Linked DNA regions of Mus musculus: regions 1, 2, 3, 4, 5 and 7 are each linked to region 6. The links are chromatin contacts, called in public Hi-C, HiChIP or PLAC-seq and promoter capture Hi-C maps. All regions are on one chromosome and are shown on one strand. Each heading gives the region's core, a stretch centred on a gene start, on an enhancer-like site or on the middle of the called end of the contact. The rest is flanking DNA. Distances are from core to core; before and after follow the strand shown. Region 1 holds the start of Zfp85 (zinc finger protein 85). Region 2 holds the start of Lpcat1 (lysophosphatidylcholine acyltransferase 1). Region 3 holds the start of Eprn (ephemeron, early developmental lncRNA). Region 4 holds the start of Zfp273 (zinc finger protein 273). Region 5 holds the start of Clptm1l (CLPTM1-like). Region 6 holds the start of Ice1 (interactor of little elongation complex ELL subunit 1). Region 7 holds the start of Tert (telomerase reverse transcriptase).

Region 1 (3,415 bases), core at 93-2,592, 2.9 Mb before region 6:
TGTTTGATAAATATATTAAATATAAATGTGTATATGTATATATTAAATGCATGCATGTGTGACCTGTGATATAAGCATTTTGCTGTATCACCTCTACCTTCTAAGAAACGGGATCTAAGGTACAAGAAAATGTACTTTTCACACCATAAAATGTAAAATGACATGTTCTTAGTTTCCTGAACATTAATGGCATTGACTAGAAAGTGTCCATATTATTGTAATTATAGTTAGATAATACATAGAAAATACTGGTATTATGATAATGTAGTTTAAAGCCCATGCTTCTTAGGTATAGATTTGAATGCTGTAAGTCAGTCTCCAGCACACAAATCAATTTGACTGAAGTGTGGCAAAAACAGCACAAAGGACAGAGTGAGCAAAGGCTGTATACAAAGCACGGGGTGAGCAGCTGGCTGTATACAAATGCCATGGGGAGCAGACTGTTGTATACAATCACAAGACCTTTAGTGAGCCACATTTCTTCAACCCCATCTCTCAATCTTTCCACACAATACAAATACCTGGGCAACTTATCTCTCCTTTCACAAAAGGAGTCCAAATTTCTGACATCGCAGTCTCTGGTGCAATTGTATGTGGTAATATTCTCTAGTATTTTCCACTCTGCAGTGTTGTAGGATCAGTGATAGCTGGGAAGGTACAAAGCTCAGAGTGCCCCCTCGATGAGAATTTTTTTTTTTTTTTTTTTTTGCCTCATACAGGTGTGTGAATGTGAGGGTTCTGTCACAGTGGGTAAAGGAGTGATTCCTATCCAAAGTGAGCCGCCCTGAAAACAATTTATCACAAAGAAAACGGGACGAACATCCCATACACCAAACTCCCCCGCCAGAACTCACTGTCCTGGAAACTATGAGCCACACGAACTCAAAACAAGAGTCCTGGGCCTGTCATAGAATATGGGAGGGCTCAGAAAAACCCACTTGCTCTAGATTTCCTGAGGGATCTGACAACAGCAATGTGAAAGCTAGTAACAGCAAGCTTCCCCAGCCAAGGTGCTGTGTGAGCTTTCATCACAGCCTGTCTCTGGCATGGTCAGCCAAGCCACCCCTAAGCCTAGATCTGCACTGCACATCCAAATGGGCTTCTCTCCGCCTCCTGCCCAGCCCTCCCCCGCTCCCTGCACGCCGGACCCGCCTACCCGCAGAGTTCCTGGATTTGCAAGTCTAGGCTGCACCCGGGACCAACCTTCATGTTAAGCGCGAAGAACAAGCCACACTGTCCCAACTTTGAGAACACCGCAGAGTTTGGAGAATCACAAACGTAAAAAGAACCCGGAAGCACAGAGAGCAGAGTCCTGTCTAGCGGGGTCATACAGAAAGAGAGAGAGAGACTACATTTCCCAGAAGTCTACGCGAAGGACTACCCGGAACCAAAGAAGGCAAAGAATTTAAAGCGCATGGATTGTATGTAACTGGAATTAGGCTGCTTTTAAAAATCCCAAATTTACAAAGGGCATTTTGAGAATATGAGTCCAGCCTTTAACGGTAATATGTATTAGATTTACTTCTTACTCTGATCAATGCTGTGACTTAAAAAGCTCAGGGGTTCCTAGAATCTTATGGGGGGCAGAAAAAAAATCACATTGAGTCAATTTTACTTTAAAATAACGGAGCAAGAAGCTACTTTAGGGCACACCACAAACTCTTTAGGATAGTTTTTGAAACCAAGTTTCCTGGAAATATTCTGAAATCTCAGCTACTCTGGGGTTTGAGACAGAAGAATCACAAGTCTATGTCCCAAATTACACAGTACCAAAAGAGATGGGGGCTACTCACTGGTGAAGCACTTGCCTGGAGTGAAGGAGGCCTTGGTTTAATACCCATTATGACACTAAATCAAAGAGGAAAAAAAAATAACCGAACAGATTTGATGTGTACACTGAAATCCACGGTTTGGGGCGTGGACTAGGGAACACAGATGTCTCTTACCTATAAGTCCCAGAAACCCTTTGAGATTTTCATCTGTCCTTAGTCCCCTTGTCCACACGTTCCTCCGATATCCGTGTAAACAATTTAACATTTGAGAGAGCTTCACCAGATTCTCTTTCACAATCTCATACAACTATTCACCACCAAATGTTCTTCCTGGCTCCTCTCCCAGTTAGAGGAAAACTGGTCTTGGAATCAGTATGGTGTGTGAACTGACTCCTGACCCACTATCCAACACTCATCATAAGATTTCTCTCTGTATTACTTCGGATCTGCCCTATTCAACTTCCAGTCTCTTTCTGGACTCCTTACATTACTCCCATTCATGTGGAAGTACTTAAAGGTTCTTTTGTTTTGTTTTGTTTTTTGCTTGAAGTTCACTCTATTCCCTCATCTCATAACACAGGAATGAATCTTCCTTTAATACAAAGGTATCAGAAATATGTTCCTGATCATACAGAATGAACTCATTGCAAGAAAGGGGCTGGACTGACACCACGGAGTGATGGGACTCCCTATCTCGTGTGTATGTATTCCTGTACTGGTAACATCTGAGACCCAACGATAAACCCCACGAGAGGAAAGAGTTTGTTTTCGTGCCATGGTCACTGATTCACAATGAGATTACTTCTTGGATGAGAGAGTGGGAAGATCAGATTGTTCTTTTTTTGTTTCATCACCAGAAAGAAATTGTGCTGGGTTTTATATCAATTTGACACAAGCTAAAGTCATCAGAGGAGGAAGCCTCAGTGAGAAAAAGCCTCTATATGGTTGGGCTGTGGGCAAGCCTGTAGGGCATTTCATCTTCACAATAAGTAATAGATGTAGGAGGGCCTAGGATGTTGTGGGTGGTGCCAACCTTGGGCTGGGGTCCTGGGTTCTCTAAGAATCAGGCTGAGTAAGCAACACCTCTCCATGGCCTTGCATCTGCTCCTGCTTCCAGATTCCTGCCCTGTTTGAGGTTCTGTCTTGGCTTTCTCCAATGGACAGTAGTCCAGGATATGTAAACCAAATAAACCCTCTTGTCCCCGTGATTGCTATTCTTGACACTTGACTACTTTCTGGAATTAACTGGATTCCGGAAATGGAGGATACCCTGTGAGGGATTTTTCTGCTTGGTTTGAAGTCAGTGGTTTCGCTTCTAGTCCAGTCTTTTGAGATAGGGAGGCACATGACTTTGATCCCAACCTTGAGCTGGGAAGATACACCTTTCATCTGGACCACACCGTCTTCTCAAATCCTATAAAACAATGAGTTTTAACCTGTGGGTTATGTCCCCCTTCAGGGTCGAACAATCCTTTCACAAGAGGGGAGATGACTGGGGTGGGACTCGGTTAAAGCAGGACAGAATCCATCCCGCTCCTATGTGAAGATGAGGTAGGTCCAAGTGATTCTTGGGACTGTAGATGCTGGATCCCTTCAGACACTGATGGTCCTGGAATGGTTCAATGTGGGGACTATAAGACAGG
Region 2 (3,722 bases), core at 838-3,337, 2.8 Mb after region 6:
AGAAATAATTCCAGCCAGTACAGCTATAAAAGGGTTTGCAGTTTCCACTCTGCCACTCCTGTGATCTGTGAGCAGGAATGTCTTCCTTTTGACAGTTATCTTCTGGCCTCTGTGTCTCACCAAAACCTGCTCTAAACAAATCATTTCCTTCCTCCAAACATGCCTCATCGGCCCAAGGATACACTGTGGGTTTCCACCAGGTCACATTTCCGATGGGGCTTCCTCAAAGGTAGAACAGGGCAGGTGGTGCAGACAAGTCCTCTCCTGGGAGTGGGACACTGACTCTGCCTGGCCTATTCATTTTGCTTAGATTGCAGGGCTGGGACATGGTTCCTCCCTAATCCATTCAGGGACTCATACTGTACTGTGAACCTCCTGGGGCTCTGAACAATTGATTACAATCTGGATGAAAAAACAGCTGCATCCTCTCACACCTCAGAAAGATAAACGACCAAGATCAAGGTAGAGGCAGCTCTCCCTGATGTCTCTAAGGAAGGGTCCTCCCAGCTCTCTCTCCAGCTTCAGGTGGCTGAACATCCTCAATTAGGAAAACTTGGTCTTACATGGCATCCCCCCACCCCCCATTCTGCCTTGTCTCCTCATTCAAATCTCCCATTCACAAAGACATCACTAATACTGGATGGGTCCTGACAAATCTATTAGAGTCATCATGATCACCTGCAAAAGATTTTCTTTCCACAAAATATGTGGACTTGGGTCAACACCGCTACACAGGATGTTCACAGCTTTCTATGACCCAGCTTTGAGGCTACAGAAATCCTGGCCCAGGATACCCGCAGGCTTCTTTGCTTGTAGACTTCAGGTGGCACCTGGCCCGCCTGTCTTCCTTCCTCTAAAGGTCTGTTTGTAAGCCTGATAGGCCTTTGTGCCCTGGGGTTTTCTTGACAGGGAGCTGAAGATCCTTGGATGCTACACTCTTGTGTCTGAGACTTGAACAAATGGGAATTAAAATCTAGAATCAGTGGAATCTAGGTCACAGGACAACATATCAGAACATTAAGGCCGGGTGTGATGGCGCACGCCTTTAATCCCAGCACTCGGAGGCAGAGGCAGGTGGATTTCTGAGTTCGAGGCCAGCCTGGTCTACAAAGTGAGCTCCAGGACAGCCAGGGCTAAACAGAGAAACCCTGTCTTGAAAAAAAAAAAAAAAAAAAAAAAAGAACATTAAGTTTGCTCATAGTCCTTAAGGATCTCCACAGCCTTCTTAGCCCAGAGGAAAGGCTATGTGTACTGTCGCTGCTTCATGGCTCATTTTGCAGAGGGGACAAGGGAATCTCAAGATAACGTCACGTGTCCAATACAAGATGAAGCTTTGAAGTGACAAGATCTGTGCGAGCATTTTTCTTCTAGCCAACTCCTCAAAACAGAGCCTGGTCACATTTCTGTCAGGAGTTATCAGAGGCTCTGGTCACTCTATTGTGAGAGGATGTGGTGGAGACTCTGAGAGCTCTGGTGTCCACAGGAAGTTTGGACTTTGGGGAGGTTAGACAGGAAGCCAAGGGTATCTGGAATTAGGCAGAATTTAGCTCCTTTTTCCTGTCTGGTGACTGAGGCTAGACCCTCTGTCTCCCAGTACCTGCTTGTTGAGTGTTCTATGAGCTATACAAATAAAAGCACCTGGTGTTGCTACAAAAGGCATTTCTTTAGTTTTTCAAATGTATACATTTTGATCAGAAAGCTACTTTGTATCCTATTTTAAAACAGGATACAAAGTACAAAAGGCATCCAGTGAGTCAAATGAATACATTTTAGCAGAAAGGCTATTTAGAGTCCTAGTTAATGGTGTGATACAAATTAGGGTCTCCTAGCCTATCTTCTCCCTCGATGGCGACTGATGGATTACAATGGTTAGGGGAAGGAAGCTGCCTGTGAGGACAGCGTTGCGCTGAGAAGTGGGCCTGCCCAGTTCAGTCCTGCGACCCAAAATTTAAGGTCTCCCTACACATGCAAATTCGCAGGATTCCCCTAAGTCCAGGAGCCTTAAGACGCGCAGGCGCATTCATAGCCCAGAGCGGTCTGGGCGGGGCACCCCGTTGGCCCCACCCACGTCACGCCGCCCCTCCCGCGCCTGCGCCTCCGGGCGGCCGCGCATCCTAGGCCCTCTCCCGCGCGCTCTGCTAGCTCTGCTGCTCTCGGCTCTTCTGTGCTTGGCTCGGTTCAGCTGAGCTCGGTCGGCTGAGCTCCATCTGCTCTACTCCTTGCTCAGGCGCGGGCAGCCATGAGGCTGCGGGGCCGCGGGCCGCGGGCCGCCCCCTCCTCCAGCTCTGGGGCAGGCGACGCGCGGCGCCTAGCGCCCCCGGGGCGGAACCCCTTCGTGCACGAGCTGCGACTGAGCGCCCTGCAGAAGGCCCAGGTGGGTTCTCCGCAGCGCTGCTGTACTCTATCCAGGATGCGCTCGGGATGCGGTGGGGAGGGGCTGGGCGCCGCCCGGTCCTCCGTGAGCCGCACCCCTCCCCTGCAGCACTCTTCCAACCCGCGCCAGGGTCCCGCTTCCCGCCGCCTGCGTGCACGCCGACTTACACCCTTTTGGTTTCGGTACTGGACCCTGCACTCCATCCCTTGGGCCCTGCACCCTCATCCCAGGCCTGGCCCGGGTTCCCGCCAGCAGGAGGCCTGGAGGTGGGCGGGGGTGGGGGGGTGTCCTCGCATCAGGCAGCCCCTTTCCAGCGTCTCCGCACAGCTAGGAGGCCTACTGTGTGTCTCCGTGGCCTAGTGTCGGAACCTGAATTGTCATCTGGAGCACCGGACGCGCGGGGCCCCTGGCATAACCCAATAGGATGATTTCCACATCCATGTTTGCAGATTGTTTCCTGTGTCTAGTACACTGTGTCGGTTGTTAGCGATGCTCCCTTGGGCTGCCTGTGCCCGGTATCAACTTTATACAACATAGTTCCCACGTGAGAGGGAACCTGTGCGCTGCGGCTGGCTAGTAGTGAGCGGGGACCTGGATCTAGGCACAGTTGCTATCTGTTCTTGTGGTTCTCACCGTGAGACCCGGCACGTGGGACCTTTTTTTACTCAGGGGCCAGGTCTGTGGTGCTGTGGTCACTTCTGGGACCCTTCTTTGAGTAATGAGCAGAGTTCACAGTTTCAGACTTCCGTGGTTTACAGGCAGAGTAGTATTTCCAACTGTAAGGGACCAGCTCTAGGAGGAGATGGTGTTTTTAAATGTGTAACCTATCAGACATAATATTAAGGTAAAGTCTGTTGAAATTATTACTTTCCCAAGCACCGGTTTCTGCTCAAAGCATCCAGTGGGGTTAGTTATCACCCGTAGGAATGGATGGTCAGCAGAATTGAACACGGAGAGTGTAAAGTAAAGGCCTCATATTGGCCCCCAGGTCTTGTCCTCTTTCCTGGTTGTGTCTGGAGCCTGTGAGGCTTTTCCTGAAGTCTTTGCTGCTGTCAGGTTGCTCCTCACGGCCTGGGGCTGTGCCCAGCAGGAGGGCTTAGGGTGCAGTCATATTTGAACTTTATTACTCTCAGTTTCAGTCCACAACCTCCTACCCTACAACTCTATCCCTTGTCACTTGTGGGTCTTCCTTCCTCCCGGATCTGCTGCCTGTGTGGATTTGGGACCCCTCCCAAGTCAAGTCCCTCCTGGTTCATCCTACTACATCCCACCCTAATCACCATCAACAACCCATTCCTAGTTATTCTTTCCAGTTCTGACCTTGCTAGTCTGCCTCTACCCCATCTTG
Region 3 (3,787 bases), core at 285-2,784, 2.7 Mb after region 6:
TAATTCTGTCTTTCTCACGACTTTTTCATCTGACATTTTCAGTATTCAGTGGTTAAAATCTTATCCTATCTTCCTTTTAATCTGCTCTGTCATCGGTATGATTTTGTTGTTGCTTTACAATCCAAGGGATCAGACCTTGAAGAGGAATCTCCTGGAACAAATATGGCCCTGGTTCTCCTGACTTTCGCCCTCTCTGGGACCATCAACAGTTAGAACCTTGTTATTCTCACTTTAAACTCTGTGTTTCGATCTTGTAAAGTCTGTATCTTCTAGAATATGTAACACCCTATTTGTTGCTTCTTGCTACCAAAATTATAGTCTATCCTGTGCAGATAGCTCCTTTGAGCTTGATACAATATGTAGGACTCCATTTTCTTAGGTGGGTTTCTTCTCTGCCCGATCTGGGGAACCCGACCTCTGACCCACAATCTTCTACCTGAAGAATGTCACATAGTCCTCCCTCCCCCACCCTTGCCCCAACCCCAAACTTGCCCTGCACATATCTGGAATTCCTGGAATGCCTTTCCACACAAAGGAGACATTCACAGTACTTTAAACTCCAATGAAACTTAACCCTAAGAAGAACCCCTTCCCACTATCCAGGGGTGTATGCATGCAAACCCACCCCAAATAAAGGAATACTCACAAACTAAGATTGTCTAAGAGAGCTGTTCCATTAAAATCCGGGGAGATGTCTCCCTTTGTGATTTCTTTTTGTTTCTACTTCCATTTTTAGATCCTGGATGGTTTTGTTTAATTCCTTCATCTGTTCAGTTGTGTTTTCCTGAAATTCTTTAAGGGATTTTTGTTTCCTCTTTAAAGCTTCTATTTGTTTACTTGTGTTCTCCTGTACTTCTTTAAGGGAGTTATTTATGTCCTTCTTAAAATCCTCTATCAGCATAATGAGATGTGATTTTTAAATCCATATCTTGCTTTTCCGGTGTGTTGAGGTATCCAGGACTTGCTGTGATGGGAGAACTGGGGTCTGATGCCAAGTAGCCTTGGTTTCTGTTGGTAAGGTTCTTGCGCTTGCCTTTTGCCATCTGGTTATTTCTGGTGTTGGTCTTTCTGTCTCTGGCTGGAGCTTGTCCCTCCTGTGGGCCTGCAAGCCCTGTCAGCACTCCTGGGAGACCAGCTCTCTCTGGCGGAACCTGTGTAGAGAGGGCTGTGGAACAGCCTTAGCTCCAGGCTCAGATGGCGACCAGAAGGATTCTGTCCAAGAGGGGTGTTGGGGGGGGGGAGAACCAGAAAAGGGGATAACATTTGAAATGTAAATAAAGAAAATATCTAATAAAATCCCTGGAGAAGCCCCCTCTCGGCCCCCATTCCCACCCCGGCTCTGCCCCAGCTCTTTCCCTACAGACCTCACCTCTTCTGGCCTCTGCTTCCTTCCAGCCTGGTGTGTAGCAGTGCCTAGACACCATGAGGGAAGAAATAGAGTACACATACCACACCTATTACATGGGGATTCCAGTCGATCCCTGCTGTTGAAAATCCAACTACTCCTCCCCAACCACTGAAGGTAATCTGTGATCCCTTTAGGCAGGGACTAGCCCCTCCTCTTAACGTCATGGAAGTAGTTAAAAGATTAACTGACCATCACCCTTCTGCTCCCTGAAGAGATTTTTGGACCACACCTCTCAAGGAGAAATTAGGACCTGAGAACAGGGACTGAAATGAAACATTAAGGTTAATATATGAAATGTGGCAGCCTCAGAGGAACTGGCAGCCCTTAGCCTATCTGGGCTTCATTTAACCAAGGGAACATGCTTAGAAAAGCCCCGATAGACAAAATTAGGCAAAATGGATACTATGCAACAACACAGGTGAAATGGATATTATGTAACATAATGGTTCCTATCATGGGAGCTACAGCTTTGAGATGAGTTTAAGAGGACACCATTCAGCTTCATCTTTTTTTTTATGGTAAGTAGTCTATCAGGCATGCAAGGTATGGTAGGTGTCTATGATGAGGAGAGATTCCAACGCCAGGCCAAAAAGCCTGTCTACTTTCGAACTGTTGGTCAGTGTTGTCTAAGAGCCTCCTAAAACCTCATAGGCCATTTAAGAGGACACCATTCAGCTTCATCTTTTTTTTTTTATGGTAAGTAGTCTATCAGGCATGCAAGGTATGGTAGGTGTCTATGATGAGGAGAAATTCCAACGCCAGGCCAAAAAGCCTGTCTACTTTCGAACTGTTGGTCAGTGTTGTCTAAGAGCCTCCTAAAACCTCATAGGCCGTTGCTATTTCACTTGGCTGCCTGCCAGAGGTAGAAAGTAAGTCCCCATTCCTGGAGACACCGTGCACTTCAGACACAGGACTAAAAGCACCTGAGCTGGAACTGACCTGAAAGCCTCTTTTCTGAAAACTAAACTTCATGGTACCAGAAAGGCTCCATCCCAGCTTCTAAAGGAAGACAGCAAACAATAGTCTACCCAGCTATGACACCTGTGTACCACAGTTATGATCAGAGTGGCATGATAGCCCCAAAGGTACAGGAGTGGCATCCAAATCTTGACTCTAACTGTAGTGGTTTGAACAGGTTTGGCCCCCATAGACTCACGTATCTGAGCATGCTCGGCCCAGGGAGTGGCACTATTAGGAGGTGTGGCCTCGTTGGAGTAGGTGTGGCCTTGTTGGAGGAAGTGTGTCATTGTAGGGGTGGGATTTGATACCCCTCTCCTTGATGCCTGGAAGACAGTCTTCTTCCTGGCTGCCTTCAGATCAAGATGCAGAATTCTCAGCTCCTTCTCCAACACCATGTCTGCCTGGATGCTCCAATGTATTCTGGCATGATGATAATGGACTGAACCCTGAAACTGTAAGGCAGCCCCAATTAAATGTTGTCCCTTATAAGAGTTGCCTTGGTCATGGTGTCTGTTCACAACAATGAAATCCTAAGACAGTAACCAATAGCTCTCTAGTTAGACTTAGAACCCTTTGATCTCTGGTCCTCTGGAAGATCAGTCAGTGTTCTTAACTGCTGAGCCTCTTTCCAGATCCCCAATTTTACTTTTAATTTGAGTGGCCATTTTAAACAAAAATTGACCATTTAAGTAAATAGTCTCTCTTGTCTGTGACAGCCTCACAGTTCGAGGGTTGTTGTTCTTAAGGCTTGGCATAATAGGGTAGGAACCAGATATATTCATTTGGCCTCATATGCTAAGGTACATGTACTCACACACACATGCACATACACCACACTCATACAAAAATATGAGAAATAGAACAATAAACAGAAACAGCATGGAAACCAATGAAATGTAGAACAACAGAGAAATCCTTCTAAGAGCAGTAAACTGAAAGACACCAGCACTGAAGTCAAATACAGCCTGTGTCAACTGGGGTGTGATCCTTAGGCCAAGCTTATTCAAACCATCATAAGACTACAGGGAATTTTCTTAGTTAGTGATTAAGAGAGAGGACCTAGCCCACTTTGGGTGGTGCCATCCCTGGGCTTGTGATCTTGGGTTCTTTAAGAAAGCAGGTGACCTGGGGTTATCGTGACAGGTCCTGCCCTTGCCAACAAGGTAAATGATGTTCTGAGCAGCTTCATGCTGTCACCTTTGGCAACCAGGAGACATGGACATCATGGTATTTAAAGGTCAAAAGTTATCAAAAATCAACTGAAGAAAAAATAGAAAATGTAGACTGTCTAGTCCTCTGACTCTTATAGACCTCATGGCACGGTTAATGTTGTCAACTTGACAGAATCTAGAGCACTCTGGGAGATGGGCTTCTGGACATGGAAATACCCATGTTAGTTACAGATAGGACTATTTCCTA
Region 4 (3,350 bases), core at 228-2,727, 2.8 Mb before region 6:
TAGAGATTGGGCCACTAACATGACCTTAACCCCAGGGAAACCAACACTTTACTTTCTAAATCATTTACAAAATTATTATGATAAAAACTTTCCCAACAATAAAATTTCATATGGCTACACATGTGTCATCGGAGGTGGATTTTGGTATATGTTAAAGAAAGCCTTAATTAGGAAGAATTAAAGTAGTTTAAATTTATACACTGAAGATTATAAAAAATCAGGCACTAGATGTTAAATAATTCCATGGGGCTGGAAAGTTAGTTTAGCACTGATCATTAAAGATTTATTAACCTGCTCCTAGAAATATGCCACTAGCTTTGGACGGCAGCCCCCACTGGATACATCCTTTTAGAATTGTTATATTTTGATGATTTATGATGATGTTACCTGTTCTGTTTGCAATGCACTGAATACATGGTTTCAGAGTTGTAATGCTTGGATGATTTTTCTACTTTACTGTGCCAAATGATTTTTGTTGGTATCTGTGAATGTTTCATTTGGATGTAGTTTCTAAGAGATGTAATGTTTAGTTTTTTAATGTATAATATCTCCTGCTTGAGAGCTGCAGAATACACTCAGATTCAAACTGCCTATGTGTTTGTTTCTATTTGTCACTGTCAAAACCTTATCCACCTAGCTTCAAGGACCCTCATTCCAGGGACCCTCATACTTGACTGTGGTGCTCCGCGGCAATCTCTTATGATAGAAATCCTATGATGAGTGATGAATAGTGTGTCAAGAGTCAGTTCACTGGCCATATTGAGCCCAAGATCAGTTTTCCTCCCATTGAGAGTAGAGCCAGGAGCTGGAAGAACATCTGGTGGTGAATAGTTGTGTGAGATTGTGAAAGAGAATCCGGTAAAGCTCTGGCACAGCTCTCTCAAATATTAAATTGTTTACACGGATTAATTGAGGAACGTGTGGACAAGGGACTAAGGACAGAAGAAAATCTCAAAGGGTTTCTGGGGCTTATCGGTAAGAGATATCTGTGTTTCCTAGCCCATATCCGCCCCAAACTGTGGATTTCAGTGTACACACCAAAATTGTTCTGTTTTTTGTTTTTGTTCTCCTCTTTGATTTAGTGTCATAATGGATGTTAAACCTAGGCCTCCTTTACTCCAGGCAAGTGCTTCACCAGTGAGTAGCCCCCCATCTCTTTTGGTAGTGTGTAATTTGGGACATAGACTTGTGATTCTTCTGTCTCAAACCCCTGAGCTTTTTAAGACACAGCATTGATCAGAGTAAGAAGTAAACTTAATACACATTACTGTAAAAGGCTGCACTCATATTCGCAAATTGCCCTTTGTAAATTTGGGATTTTTAAAGGAGCCTAATTCCAGTTAAATACAATCCATGACCTATAAACCCTCTGACTTCTTTGGTTCAGGGCAGTCCTTCGCATAGACTTCTGGGAAATGTAGTTTCTCTCTGCATGACCCCGCTAGACAGGACTCTGCTCTCTGTGCTTCCGGGTTCATTTTGCATTTGTGATTCTCCAAACTCTGCGGCGTTCTCAAAGTTCGGACAGTGTGGCTTGTTCTTCGCGCTTAACATGGAGGTTGGTCCCGGGTGCAGCCTAGACTTGCAAACCTCATGAACTCTGAGGTTGGGCGGGTCCGGCGTGCAGGGAGCCGGTGAGGGCTGGGCGGGAGGCGGAGAGAAGCCCACTTGGATGTGCAATGCAGATCTAGGCTTGGCCAGAGTGCAGGGGTGGGGCGCACGCACGGTGCCAGGAGCGAATGCTCTGTTAGGACGGAGCGACTGCCAGAGTCAATCATGTGTTTCAGGGACCTGAGAGGTGGCCTGCTAGTGCAAGAATGGAGATCGGAAAGCTTGAATCCTGTCTAGTGACGTCATGATTAGAGGGACTGCATTTCCCACAAGTCTATGCGAAGATCTCCAAAAGAGCGCTATTGCCCAAGGCTTTTCAATACCTTTAGGCTACTTTTAAAATACCAGATTTAAAGAGGTTGTTGTAGGAATATGATTCCACCTTTCAATGTCACTGTGTATTGAGTTTACGTCTTACTTTGATCGATATGTTGTGACTTTAAAAGCTCAGGTGTACCTAGAATCGTATGGCAGGAGGGAAAATGCACATTGACACAATTTTACCTTATGATAATGGAGCAAGGAGCTACACTGAGACACACCACATGGCTAGAGCAGGGTGGCTTGGCTGATCGTGCGGAAGCAGGCTATGATGAGAGCGCACACAGCCCCTTGGCTGGGGAAGCTTGCTGTTACTAGCTTTCACATTGCTATTGTCAGATCCCTCAGGAAATCTAGAGCAAGTGGGTTTTTCTGAGCCCTCCCATATTCTATGACAGGCCCAGGACTCTGGTTTTGAGTTCGTGTGGCTCATAGTTTCCAGGACAGGGAGTTCTGCGGGGGAGTTTGGTGTATGGGATGTTCGTCCCGTTTTCTTTGTGATAAATTGTTAGTTTTCAGGGCGGCTCACTTTGGATAGGAATCACTCCTTTACCCACTGTGACAGAACCCTCACATTCACACACCTGTATGAGGCAAAAAAAAAACAAAAAACAAAAACAAAAACAAAAAAAACAAAAAACAAAAAACAAAAAAACAAAACCAAAACCAAAACCTCATAGAGGGGGCGCTCTGAGCTTTGTACCTTCCCAGCTATCACTGATCCTATAGTACAGACTGGAAAATACTAGAAGATATTAACTCATAAAATTGCACCAGAGACTGCGATGTAAGAAATTTGTTTTCTTGTGGAAAGATTGAGAGATGAAGTTGAAGAGCTGTGGCTCACTCATGGAACTGTGATTGTAAACAGCTGGCTGCTCATCCCGTCCTTTGTATACACGTGTCTCCTCACCCTGCCATTTGTGCTGTTTTTGCCACACCAGTCAAATTGATTTGTATGCTGGAGACTGACTTACAGCATTAAAATCTATACCTAAGAAGCATGGGTTTAAACTACATTATCGTAAATACTAGTATTTTCTATGTATTTTTTTAAGATGTATTTATTTTTATTATATGTAAGTACACTGTAGCTGTCTTCATACACTCCAGAAGAGAGAGTCAGATCTCATTATATATGGTTGTGAGCCACCATGTGGTTGCTGGGATTTGAACTTCGGACCATCGGAAGAGCAGTCAGGTACTCTTACCCACTGAGCCATCTCACCAGCCCTCTATGTATTATCTAACTATATTAAAATAATATGGACACATTCTAGTCAATGCCACTGTCATCATTTGTATATTCTTGGATCAGGGAGTGGCACCATTTGGAGGTGTGGCCTTGTTGGAATAGGTGTGACCTGGTTGGAGTAGGTGTGTCACTGTGGGTGTGGGCTTAAGACACTCACTCTAGT
Region 5 (3,745 bases), core at 994-3,493, 3.0 Mb after region 6:
GTCCACGGGCTGACGACAATAGGAAGAGTAACCTGTGAGCAAGGCAATTTTACAAAGAGCTTGACGGCTTCCTGTTCATTAGGGTTACATCACCGAGATCAACTGGAGGGAAGGCCAGAGACATAGGACTGTCAAATGTCACTGCAATGCTGACAAAATCATAGGAATAAATGACTCTGAAGAAGAGATCCATTTGATAAAGGTGTAGAAGTATAAGAAGTCTCAGATGGATTCAATGATCCTACTCCAGCCCCAAAGGAGTTTGTAACCAAGTACCACCCCTGTCTTTGTAACCACAAACCCTGTCCCCACCTGTTCAGACGAAGCCAGTGTCCCCGTGATTCCTCCCAAGCTCTGTGCTAGGAGGTTTAGTGTCAGTCTGACACAAGTTGAAAGTCTTTTGGGAAGAGGGAACCTCAACTGAGAAAATGTCCCCACCAGATTGGTCTGTGGTACATCTTCTTGATTGATGACTAATGTGGCAGTGCCACCCGTGGGCTGTTGATCCTGGGTGCTATAGAAAAACAAGCTGAGCAAGCCATGGGAGTAAACTAGTAAGCAGCATTCCTCCATGGCTTCTGCTTCAGAACCTTCCTTGATATCCTTTAGTGATGTGGATACATAAGCATAATAAACCCTTTCCTCTCCAAATTTCTTTCAGTTATGGTGTTCATCGAAGCAATAGAAACCCTAAGATACCCTCATGCTGAAATAGGTGCTCCATTTCTGAAACCTTCTATTTAAAAGCACCATTTTTAGAAAATGCCCAATCACACTTCTGATTACACGTGTGAGAAACATGAGAATGCCGTTTTGAGAACAATGAGCTCCAAAACTTAAGTTTCTGAGGCCACCATAGAGTAAGGAGCTGGTCACTAATGAAAAGCACCAACAGCCAACAAGCTTCTGAAAACAGGAAATATCATTTTTTGCTTGATCTCTGCAGGCCATCGTCCTGGGCTGTCACAGCACTGGCCACTTCACTCTAGAAACTGTGTATACCCTAAACCAAGAAATATTTAAGAAGATTAAAATGAAGGCCAGAAGAACCTGATACTCTGTTATTCTTGCAGAGAGGAGCCTAGCATAACTGTCCTCTTAAGAGGCTCTACCCAGCAGCTGACTGAAACAGATACAGAGACCCACAGCTAAACATTAGACAGAGCTTGGGGAGTCTTATAGAAAAGTTGGAGCAAGAATTGAGATCTGGGGGGGACAGGAGTCCACAAGACCAACAGAGTCAACTAACCTGGGCCCTTGGGGGTCTCCCAAAGACTAAACCACCAACCAAAGAGCATACATGGACTGGACCTACACCCCACCCCAACACATATATAGCAGATGTGCAGCTTGGTCTTCATTCAAGTTCCCCAACAAATGGACCCGGGTCTGTCCCAGTGTTGCCTACCTGTGGATCCCGTTCCCCTAACTAGGCTGCCTTGTCTGGCCTCAGTGGGAGAGAATGTGGCCAGTCCTGCAGTGACTTGATGTGCCAGGGGTGGGTTGGTACCCAGTGGAGCCTCCCCTTCTCAGAGAAGGGGAGAGGGAGTAGGGAAGAGAGTAGGGGCTGGCATCAGGACGTAAAGTGAACAATTAATGGACTCCGATGGTTTATCTGAGTGGCCTACCCCCTTCTGAGATGAGAAGGGGAGAGGGGACAGGGGAGAGGATAAGAGGAGAGTAGGGGCTGACATCGGGATGTAAAGTGAATAAATAAATTTAAGAACCCAGATGGTTTTATCTGAATGAGTAATGGGAAGTCCGGGAAAAAGATCTTCTTGAGATATAACCTACCTTTGCATGTTAGCCAGGATTAAGATTTATATTACCGCAAAGGAACTTATTCTTCTGACAAAAGGGGCAAGTGACCTGTAAAAACTCTTTTTGACCTTTTCTGGCCATCTTGAACTGCATGTTATCAACACAGTAACCTCACACCCGAGAAATCGGTATTTGAGTTTCCTGAGTCTCCTCCGTGTTTTCTTAACTTTTGGACGCTCCCCTAGACTTTGAAGAGCCAGGATCAGGGTCGTCCCCGCCATCATCCTGGGGCGCCGCCGTAAGGCTGCACAGGGCCTTAAGAAGAGCAACGCAAAGAAAAAATTTCCAAGAACCGGGTGCCGCCAAGGTTGGTGGCGGACCTGGGCTCCCACAGGCATGCCGGGAGTACGGCGCAAGAGGCTGACGTCACGCGCGCGCGCCGGTCGTGCGGTCGTCGTGAGGTTGCGAGTGCGTGGCGGAGCGTCTGGCTCCCAGAGGGCCGTGCGCGTCCACTTCCGCCAGCTGCTCGGTTCCCGGAAGCGGTGGCCGGCAAATCCGGCCAATCCCCCAGCGCCGGGTGTGGGTTATCGGGAGCATGCGGGGCGGCCGGCGGCCCGCGCGAGGCGCGTTGGTTTCCCCGCGGCGGTGGCGGTGGCGCGCAGCGGCTCTCCCGTGAGCGGCGGGCGGCGGCGGCGCTCGGCCCGCAGGTTGCGGCGCCATGTGGAGCGGCCGCAGCTCTTTTACCAGCTTGGTGGTGGGCGTGTTCCTGGTGTACGTGGTGCATACCTGCTGGGTCATGTACGGTATCGTCTATACCCGTCCGTGCTCGGGTGACTCCAACTGCATCCAGCCCTATCTGGCCCTGCGGCCCAAACTGCAGGTGAGCGTCCGGGAGCCCTAAGAAGGCGCCTCCCGGCCGGGTGCTACCACCCACCCCCTACTGGCACTGGTCAGAGGGTTTCGGGCTACCAGTTTTGCCCCTTATCACTGATGTCACTGTCCAATGTTCTGGTTAGGTGGCAGTGAGAGCTGGAGTTGAGACTTCTCTGTTCTCTGCTGCTCTCTTGTTACCCCTTGGTGCTCTGCCCTACCCCGATTATAACTGAGATCCAGTTGCCCTACACGTGTTTCCTAACGGGACCCCAGTGGAAGTTAACAGGAGATCTCCAGCCATATGGGAGTCAGGCTGCTAGCTCTGCCCTCTTATCACCTGTGTCACTTCCTGCTTCTAGTGGGAATTCCGGACAGGTCAGCTCTACAGTTAGGTTCCTTGTTCACAGCAGTGTCACACAGGCCATCTTGCCCAAGCTCACCCTCTGAGAGGTAGCCCTCAGATTGCTACCCTCTCACAATAGTTACATGTTTTCTATCAGGACCTTTTGGCTATTCATTCTTGCTCACTCTTTCCAGCTGAGTGTTTACACCACCACACGGTCCAGCCTTGGTGCAGAGAACAATGTGGACCTGATCTTGAACGTGGAAGACTTTGATGTGGATTCCAAATTTGAAAGGTGTGGATGTGGGACAGATTGCCAGAGATGGGTTCCAGGATGTCATGGATAGCATTGTATGTAGAGTGAGGACATCCTATAGAAGCACTCCTGTCTAGGGTCTGTGTAAACAGTCAAGCTGAAAGTAACAGGTGTTTGTCACTTAGCAAGTAGCTTTTACTGCAATCTAAGGGCAGCGTGGTTTACTACAGCCCATGTAGTCTCCCAAGGAATGATACATTGGCCTACCTAGTAAGAGTAGTTAGTTCACTTGTTACTTACAAGTAAGTGACCTTTGGCATTAGAATATAAATCTCAATGCTCAGCTATATACAGTAACTTTTGGGAATTAACATGGCTTAGCATTTGACATATGATTTTAACGTGCAAAAGTTCAAATAAAATTTGTAAAATTGCTCATCCAATCAAGATCCTGTACTGCCCAACAGGTATCAAGCTCACTAGCCAACCAGTCTTTAGCTCCCACCCAGTGC
Region 6 (3,309 bases), core at 271-2,770:
GAAAGCAACTACCCCAGGCCTTGAGGCATCCACTAGGATGTCGGGCTTCAAAGAAATCAACCGAACTCGCTCTCCTATAACCTTGTTCAAATACGATTTTTCCAAAGACCAGAAAATCTCAGCAGCCAAAAGCCTGGTCCTTACCCACTCTCCCCTCCTACTTTTGCCTGTTTGTTACCAATATGTTGCTTCTAATGTAACTTTCCTCTTCTCTTTGCGTACATTGTTATAAACTAGCAGGGGATCAAAAAATTTGAGTAAATAGGCTCAAAACACAAATATGGTCCATTAAAGAAGCGTTCCATTCAGAATCTTTTAAGGGAGGGGAGGGTTATAAGATGCCTACACGATGTGGCCTAGCTACAACATGGCTTGACTCTCCATCTTCTCTATGAGAGTGCCAAACCATTTCCTATTCTCCAAGCAACTAGAACATACGAATCGGCGCAGAGACATTGCACTTTACAATAAAAAGCAAACTTCCACAGATAGCTAGCTAGTCTGCATCCCTTATCTCGTCTCACCAACCCCGAGGCTGCCACAGGCTTTGCTCATCAAACATCAAGAAACCGTCCCACTTGTTAAAACCGATCTCCAGAGCTACTTTTCAACATTCACAACTCCCACTGCCTCAACACCACCTCACCAGAACCCCCTGACATCTTCCATTATTTCCTTCCCAACATCTAAAATCCTGTCGAGTCGTACTTGCGCACGTTCATCTTATCCGTGTCCAGGTGGTTTACCAGAATATGAACAGTGCTTAGAACACTGGGTAGAAAGGGGATGAACTGAACGGGAGCAAGGGCAAGTTCCGTTTTGCCACTGACAATAGGTGAATGGAACTCTAAGACAGAAAGCTGTGCGAGTCTCCAGCCCTGAGCACTGGGGACTATTTCTATTGCATCAGTAAAACCTAGAACCCATCTGCAGCGATCCATTGTTAAGAACAGGACATGACACTGTAACAAACTACCTAGACCCACGTATGTTTATTGGACAATTTTAATCAGACAACTAACATGCTACTTAACAAAAGCTAAGCTTGGCAGTATATTAATAGATACGTGTAAGCTAAAATGCAGTTCCGTTCCGGAATCTTGGAAGTCTAGCGACCTGGGCACGCAACATAAAACCCTTGCCTTCAAACAACAAATAATTAGGAGTGCGAGGAGGCCTTCATCACAGAGAGGAAGATTCCCTCCGCGCGTAGACAGCGTCACCCACCAACCAAACTGGGCCCTGCAAACCCTGAGTCGGGAAGACGAGGAGTCCTGAAGAGCACGCTCACTCTGTCCGCCGCCGGCATCGCAGCAGCTGAACCAATTCTGTCCGTGATTAAACAAAGCACCGGCACCCGCCCCCAAAACGGCGCAAAAGGGTCAGCCAGGGATCCTGCGTACCTGCTGCAGGGAGGCGCAGCCCTGACACCGCGCGAGGTCGGCTGGCCCGGGCGCCGCCGGGTGCGTCTCGCCGGGCATCATGGTGCTGCGGCCCGGCCTGCAGGGCGCGCGCTCAGGGGCCCGCTGCCTCGGCCCTGCTCCGCCGCCCCAGCCACCGCCAGCCTGGCCGCTTCCCGCCGGGCGCGGGCAGGTCCATGCGTGCGCCAAGGTCCCCGTGGAGCCGGCCTAGGGCTCAGACCAGCGAAGCAGCCCAGGGCACTTGAGAGCGGCGCAGCCCCGAGGGCCCAAAGCGACGACAGCACACGAGGTCCCCGCCCCACCCAGCCCCGCCCCCCGTCGGGGCTGCCCGCAGATCCGCCTGATCAAAAAGCCAGAACGAAGCGTGGTCGTACAAAAAGCAAAGCCTTAGGACACATCTTGGAAGAGATGAACAAGAGCCAGGGCCTGCCTTCACGAACTGTCTGTGCATCTGTCAGCTGCCTCATTACAGGCCCTGTGTAGACGCCTAAATCCCTTCAGCCTCCAAGGGGCGGGGGTTTTGCGATGTCATTGGCATGCCGACCACCGAAGGAGGACCCGAGCCTGGGTTTGGAAAGTGCGAACGCTTCTTGCAGAGCTACTGCACTATTCTCCCAGTAGACAGGCAGGGAGCGGAAGAAAAACTACAATTCCCGGAGTGCCTCGCAGCGGCAGGGTGAGCACCGCCTGGAGGCCAACCTCTAGGGCTCCATGCTCTGCTACTAACGTGTGGGGTGTGTCTGCACGCAGCCAACCAGACAAACCCCTTCGAGCCGGTTTCCCAGTCATCTTCACCCTTAGGCTGGAGAGGTGGAAAGAAGAAATCCTCATTCAGCTTTAAAAGCCACTTGAAATCAGGGCTTGAACTCTCGCTGACATCCTAGCATTGTATCCACTCTCCTCAGAAACTTTGTTGCCATCAGTATCTGTCTACTAGGAAGTTTCTGGCGGCTCCTCATCTTCTGGTTACAAAGTCCCAATCTCAACAACAGTGTTGCATTTATTAGTGAGGGTTCTCTAGAGTCACAGAACTTATGGGTAGACTCTATATAGTAAGGGAATTTATTGATGACTTATACTCTGTAGTCCAACTCGCCAACAATGGTCAGCAGCAGCTGTGAATGGAAGTCCAACGATCTAGCAGTTGCTCAGTTCCACAGGGCAAGCAGGCAAAGAAGAGAGAGCCTATCTTTCTTCATCTAATGTCCTTATGTAGGTCTCTAGCAGAAGATACGGCCCAAATTAAAGGTGTGTGTCACCATGCCTGGATCTGGGACTTGCTTTGTCCCAGATGACCTTGAACTCAGAGAGCTTCCAATCTTAATCTCTTGGGATTCATAGCCAGTATATGCCTCAAGATCTCCACGATAGGGGCTGGTCAGATGGCTCAGCGGGTAAGAGCACCTGACTGCTCTTCCGAAGGTCCAGAGTTCAAATCCCAGCAACCACATGGTGGCTCACAACCATCCGTAACAAGATCTGACTCCCTCTTCTGGTGTGTCTGAAGACAGCTACAGTGTACTTACATATAATAATAAATAAATCTTAAAAAAAAAATCTCCACGATAAGATCCAGGTCAGAAACTTGTATCTCCCAGCCACCAGATTAGGATCACAGGTGAGCCTTCCAATTCTGGATTGTAGTTCATTCCAGATATAGTCAAGTTGACAACCAGGAATAGCCACTATAATTTATTAAGAGGGCATCCAGACCCTGCACATCTGTCCTAAGCCTCGGGATGGAAAATGCAACTCAAAACCCTCACACCCTGTTCTGTCTTCAAGCTATCTTCTTTGACGTTGAAAGACCATATAGATACCCAGAAATAGCTGAATGCCTTGTCATTGCTATTTGCACCCAAGCAAGACAGGCCCATAACCTGACAGT
Region 7 (3,309 bases), core at 713-3,212, 3.0 Mb after region 6:
AAACTATGTAAATGAGAATGATTGTTTCCATCTTGACCACTAAGACGTAAACCGGTTCCAGTGATCTCCAAACATGGCAAGCTACAGCAGAGCAGCAGCCCCATCCAGAGCCTTGCCCTGGTTCTGAATGGGGGAGAATCCAGTGGGAGTCGGTTGCTGCCAGCATGTTGGGGTAGAAGGCTGGAGCATGACAGGTCCCCGAGGATTTCCTGCTTCCTATATGGGTAGGGATACTTGAGGTCCTCTCTTCTACCTCCTTCCCTGCAGGGTTTATAACCTCTACCACTGTCTGTCTCTGGGATAGCTCCTAGGGTGCAGCCCCTCCCCAAAAAGGCCTCTCCCTGGCCTCATGTCTCTAAGAACAGCTTTCTAAAGCAGGCCTGTTACACAAAGGCTCCCTTTTCCTGGCTTCATCGTTGCTGGTAGACAACTTCCACTCGTTTTCCACTTCAGTTTCTTCTACTCTGTTGTTATTTGATTCTGATGCTTGAACCCAGGGTTGTGTAGTCAGCAAGTGCTACCCCCTCCCTCCTCTTCTTTGTTTTTTTGAGGCAGGGTCTCATTTTGCCCAAGTGGACCTAAATTTCAGCATGTAGCTGGCCTGGTTTTGAATGCCTTCTCATCCTGCCTCTACTTCCCAAGAGTAGCTTACAAGTGTGCACCACCATGCCCCGCGATATTCTTATTTTTGAGACTGTTTTCTATGCTGGTTTCTTTGGGGAACTACACTAAGGTAGCTTACAAGTGTGCACCACCATGCCCCGCGATATTCTTATTTTTGAGACTGTTTTCTATGCTGGTTTCTTTGGGGAACTACACTAAGGTAGCTTCATTGTTGGCATAAATTTCTCAGTTCAGGCCCATATCTCCTAAGTAGCAGAACTAAGCAAATCTCAAACAAACCCCTCAAAAAGACTGATGTCCACTAAACGGACTTCTAAAATAGCTCCTGTAATCCTGAGCATTTACAAGGCGGCAGACCTCCTATAAGGGAGTAAATATGAAAACGCGCCTGTTCAAATGCTAGGTCGGTGGATAGAAGCAATTTCCTCAGAAAGCTGAAGGCACCAAAGGTTATATTTGTTAGCATTTCAGTGTTTGCCAAACTCAGCTACAGTAGAGATCACAGATTCCCTATTTCCCAGAGATTCAAAATTCAGCAGCCCCTCTCTAACTATGGCTCAGAGTCGTGTCATTACATATGCCCCAACAACAACCCCCACCCCTATCCTACCCCCGCCTCACACGTGCAAGTACTATCACAGTTGCCAACCTAGCAGAGCTGCCATCCTAAGGTCGAGGTCGCCGCTTTGGCTGTGTGCACAGGCAAGCGCCCTCACCCAATGGCCCTGGCCTTGCTATGGGTGCGTGAGTTGAGATGATGCTCTGGACTCTGAGGTGAAGGCCACTGGAACAGTGAAAAAAGCTAACGCAGGGCTTTTACCTAGTCCCCTTCCTTTGGTGGTGGGTGTTTACGGAACATATTTGGGATCTGAGTGTATGGTCGCACCACAATAAAGCCTTAACCTATATAGTAGAATTTCAGCTGTAATCATTAAGAACTGAGATTGCCACCACCCACCTCACTGTCTGTGTCAACCACAGCAGGCTGGAGCAGTCAGCTCAGGAACAGGCAAAACCTTAGGTCCCTCCGCCTACCTAACCTTCAATACATCAAGGATAGGCTTCTTTGCTTGCCCAAACCTCGCCCCAGTCTAGACCACCTGGGGATTCCCAGCTCAGGGCGAAAAGGAAGCCCGAGAAGCATTCTGTAGAGGGAAATCCTGCATGAGTGCGCCCCCTTTCGTTACTCCAACACATCCAGCAACCACTGAACTTGGCCGGGGAACACACCTGGTCCTCATGCACCAGCATTGTGACCATCAACGGAAAAGTACTATTGCTGCGACCCCGCCCCTTCCGCTACAACGCTTGGTCCGCCTGAATCCCGCCCCTTCCTCCGTTCCCAGCCTCATCTTTTTCGTCGTGGACTCTCAGTGGCCTGGGTCCTGGCTGTTTTCTAAGCACACCCTTGCATCTTGGTTCCCGCACGTGGGAGGCCCATCCCGGCCTTGAGCACAATGACCCGCGCTCCTCGTTGCCCCGCGGTGCGCTCTCTGCTGCGCAGCCGATACCGGGAGGTGTGGCCGCTGGCAACCTTTGTGCGGCGCCTGGGGCCCGAGGGCAGGCGGCTTGTGCAACCCGGGGACCCGAAGATCTACCGCACTTTGGTTGCCCAATGCCTAGTGTGCATGCACTGGGGCTCACAGCCTCCACCTGCCGACCTTTCCTTCCACCAGGTGGGCCTCCAGGCGGGATCCCCATGGGTCAGGGGCGGAAAGCCGGGAGGACGTGGGATAGTGCGTCTAGCTCATGTGTCAAGACCCTCTTCTCCTTACCAGGTGTCATCCCTGAAAGAGCTGGTGGCCAGGGTTGTGCAGAGACTCTGCGAGCGCAACGAGAGAAACGTGCTGGCTTTTGGCTTTGAGCTGCTTAACGAGGCCAGAGGCGGGCCTCCCATGGCCTTCACTAGTAGCGTGCGTAGCTACTTGCCCAACACTGTTATTGAGACCCTGCGTGTCAGTGGTGCATGGATGCTACTGTTGAGCCGAGTGGGCGACGACCTGCTGGTCTACCTGCTGGCACACTGTGCTCTTTATCTTCTGGTGCCCCCCAGCTGTGCCTACCAGGTGTGTGGGTCTCCCCTGTACCAAATTTGTGCCACCACGGATATCTGGCCCTCTGTGTCCGCTAGTTACAGGCCCACCCGACCCGTGGGCAGGAATTTCACTAACCTTAGGTTCTTACAACAGATCAAGAGCAGTAGTCGCCAGGAAGCACCGAAACCCCTGGCCTTGCCATCTCGAGGTACAAAGAGGCATCTGAGTCTCACCAGTACAAGTGTGCCTTCAGCTAAGAAGGCCAGATGCTATCCTGTCCCGAGAGTGGAGGAGGGACCCCACAGGCAGGTGCTACCAACCCCATCAGGCAAATCATGGGTGCCAAGTCCTGCTCGGTCCCCCGAGGTGCCTACTGCAGAGAAAGATTTGTCTTCTAAAGGAAAGGTGTCTGACCTGAGTCTCTCTGGGTCGGTGTGCTGTAAACACAAGCCCAGCTCCACATCTCTGCTGTCACCACCCCGCCAAAATGCCTTTCAGCTCAGGCCATTTATTGAGACCAGACATTTCCTTTACTCCAGGGGAGATGGCCAAGAGCGTCTAAACCCCTCATTCCTACTCAGCAACCTCCAGCCTAACTTGACTGGGGCCAGGAGACTGGTGGAGATCATCTTTCTGGGCTCAAGGCCTA

What was found. Promoter capture Hi-C pulls out the DNA fragments that hold promoters and counts their contacts. A called contact is a pair of places that touch in the nucleus more often than the background predicts. HiChIP or PLAC-seq counts read pairs in DNA pulled down with a chosen protein or histone mark.
Region 1: a contact with region 6 is called in a promoter capture Hi-C map of cranial neural crest. The contact joins the promoter of Zfp85 here to the promoter of Ice1 in region 6. A contact is called at or near these places in 2 of 39 promoter capture datasets (cranial neural crest and pre-B cells) and 1 of 484 Hi-C or Micro-C datasets (CD4 T cells).
Region 2: a promoter capture Hi-C map of pre-B cells shows a contact between it and region 6, with 8 times the contacts expected there. The contact joins the promoter of Lpcat1 here to the promoter of Ice1 in region 6. A contact is called at or near these places in 9 of 39 promoter capture datasets (the 3T3-L1 cell line, the C10 cell line, embryonic stem cells and 4 more), 1 of 484 Hi-C or Micro-C datasets (muscle stem cells), 4 of 115 datasets of contacts at active chromatin or transcription factors (astrocytes, extraembryonic endoderm stem cells, large pre-B cells and 1 more) and 2 of 9 other capture datasets (adipose tissue and liver).
Region 3: an H3K27ac HiChIP or PLAC-seq map of large pre-B cells shows a contact between it and region 6, with 13 times the contacts expected there. The contact joins the promoter of Eprn here to the promoter of Ice1 in region 6. A contact is called at or near these places in 5 of 39 promoter capture datasets (the 3T3-L1 cell line, the C10 cell line, the HPC-7 cell line and 2 more), 8 of 484 Hi-C or Micro-C datasets (the AML12 cell line, CD4 T cells, CD8 T cells and 4 more) and 2 of 115 datasets of contacts at active chromatin or transcription factors (large pre-B cells and thymic regulatory T cells).
Region 4: a contact with region 6 is called in an H3K27ac HiChIP or PLAC-seq map of regulatory T cell precursor, with 15 times the contacts expected there. The contact joins the promoter of Zfp273 here to the promoter of Ice1 in region 6. A contact is called at or near these places in 2 of 39 promoter capture datasets (embryonic stem cells and pre-B cells) and 1 of 115 datasets of contacts at active chromatin or transcription factors (regulatory T cell precursor).
Region 5: a Hi-C map of the G1E-ER4 cell line shows a contact between it and region 6, with 5 times the contacts expected there. The contact joins the promoter of Clptm1l here to the promoter of Ice1 in region 6. A contact is called at or near these places in 8 of 39 promoter capture datasets (the 3T3-L1 cell line, the HPC-7 cell line, cranial neural crest and 5 more), 1 of 484 Hi-C or Micro-C datasets (the G1E-ER4 cell line) and 4 of 115 datasets of contacts at active chromatin or transcription factors (astrocytes, cardiomyocytes, extraembryonic endoderm stem cells and 1 more).
Region 7: a contact with region 6 is called in a promoter capture Hi-C map of pre-B cells, with 2.2 times the contacts expected there. The contact joins the promoter of Tert here to the promoter of Ice1 in region 6. A contact is called at or near these places in 3 of 39 promoter capture datasets (the 3T3-L1 cell line, hippocampal neurons and pre-B cells), 1 of 484 Hi-C or Micro-C datasets (the G1E-ER4 cell line) and 2 of 115 datasets of contacts at active chromatin or transcription factors (astrocytes and embryonic stem cells).

Annotation. Positions count from the first base shown.
Region 1 is chr13:67,753,860-67,757,274 of GRCm38.p6, forward strand. It overlaps Zfp85 (zinc finger protein 85), which reads right to left and starts at 1,343. Exons shown (of 4, transcript NM_001001130.3): 1 at 1,204-1,343. The coding sequence starts at 1,209. It overlaps Zfp85os (zinc finger protein 85, opposite strand), which reads left to right. Exons shown (of 3, transcript NR_027969.1): 3 at 720-2,979.
Region 2 is chr13:73,465,144-73,468,865 of GRCm38.p6, forward strand. Lpcat1 (lysophosphatidylcholine acyltransferase 1) reads left to right here and starts at 2,088. Exons shown (of 14, transcript NM_145376.6): 1 at 2,088-2,374. The coding sequence starts at 2,240.
Region 3 is chr13:73,345,850-73,349,636 of GRCm38.p6, forward strand. Eprn (ephemeron, early developmental lncRNA) reads right to left here and starts at 1,535. Exons shown (of 3, transcript NR_045293.1): 1 at 1,370-1,535; 2 at 647-1,212.
Region 4 is chr13:67,812,339-67,815,688 of GRCm38.p6, forward strand. Zfp273 (zinc finger protein 273) reads left to right here and starts at 1,478. Exons shown (of 4, transcript NM_198322.3): 1 at 1,478-1,558. The coding sequence starts at 1,553. All of the region lies in intron 2 of 4930525G20Rik (RIKEN cDNA 4930525G20 gene), which reads right to left.
Region 5 is chr13:73,601,759-73,605,503 of GRCm38.p6, forward strand. Clptm1l (CLPTM1-like) reads left to right here and starts at 2,244. Exons shown (of 17, transcript NM_146047.2): 1 at 2,244-2,641; 2 at 3,172-3,272. The coding sequence starts at 2,480.
Region 6 is chr13:70,636,114-70,639,422 of GRCm38.p6, forward strand. Ice1 (interactor of little elongation complex ELL subunit 1) reads right to left here and starts at 1,521. Exons shown (of 19, transcript NM_144837.3): 1 at 1,404-1,521. The coding sequence starts at 1,484.
Region 7 is chr13:73,624,949-73,628,257 of GRCm38.p6, forward strand. Tert (telomerase reverse transcriptase) reads left to right here and starts at 1,963. Exons shown (of 16, transcript NM_009354.2): 1 at 1,963-2,300; 2 at 2,403-3,309. The coding sequence starts at 2,082. RefSeq lists a promoter at 1-2,052 and enhancers at 1,722-1,741, 1,882-1,902.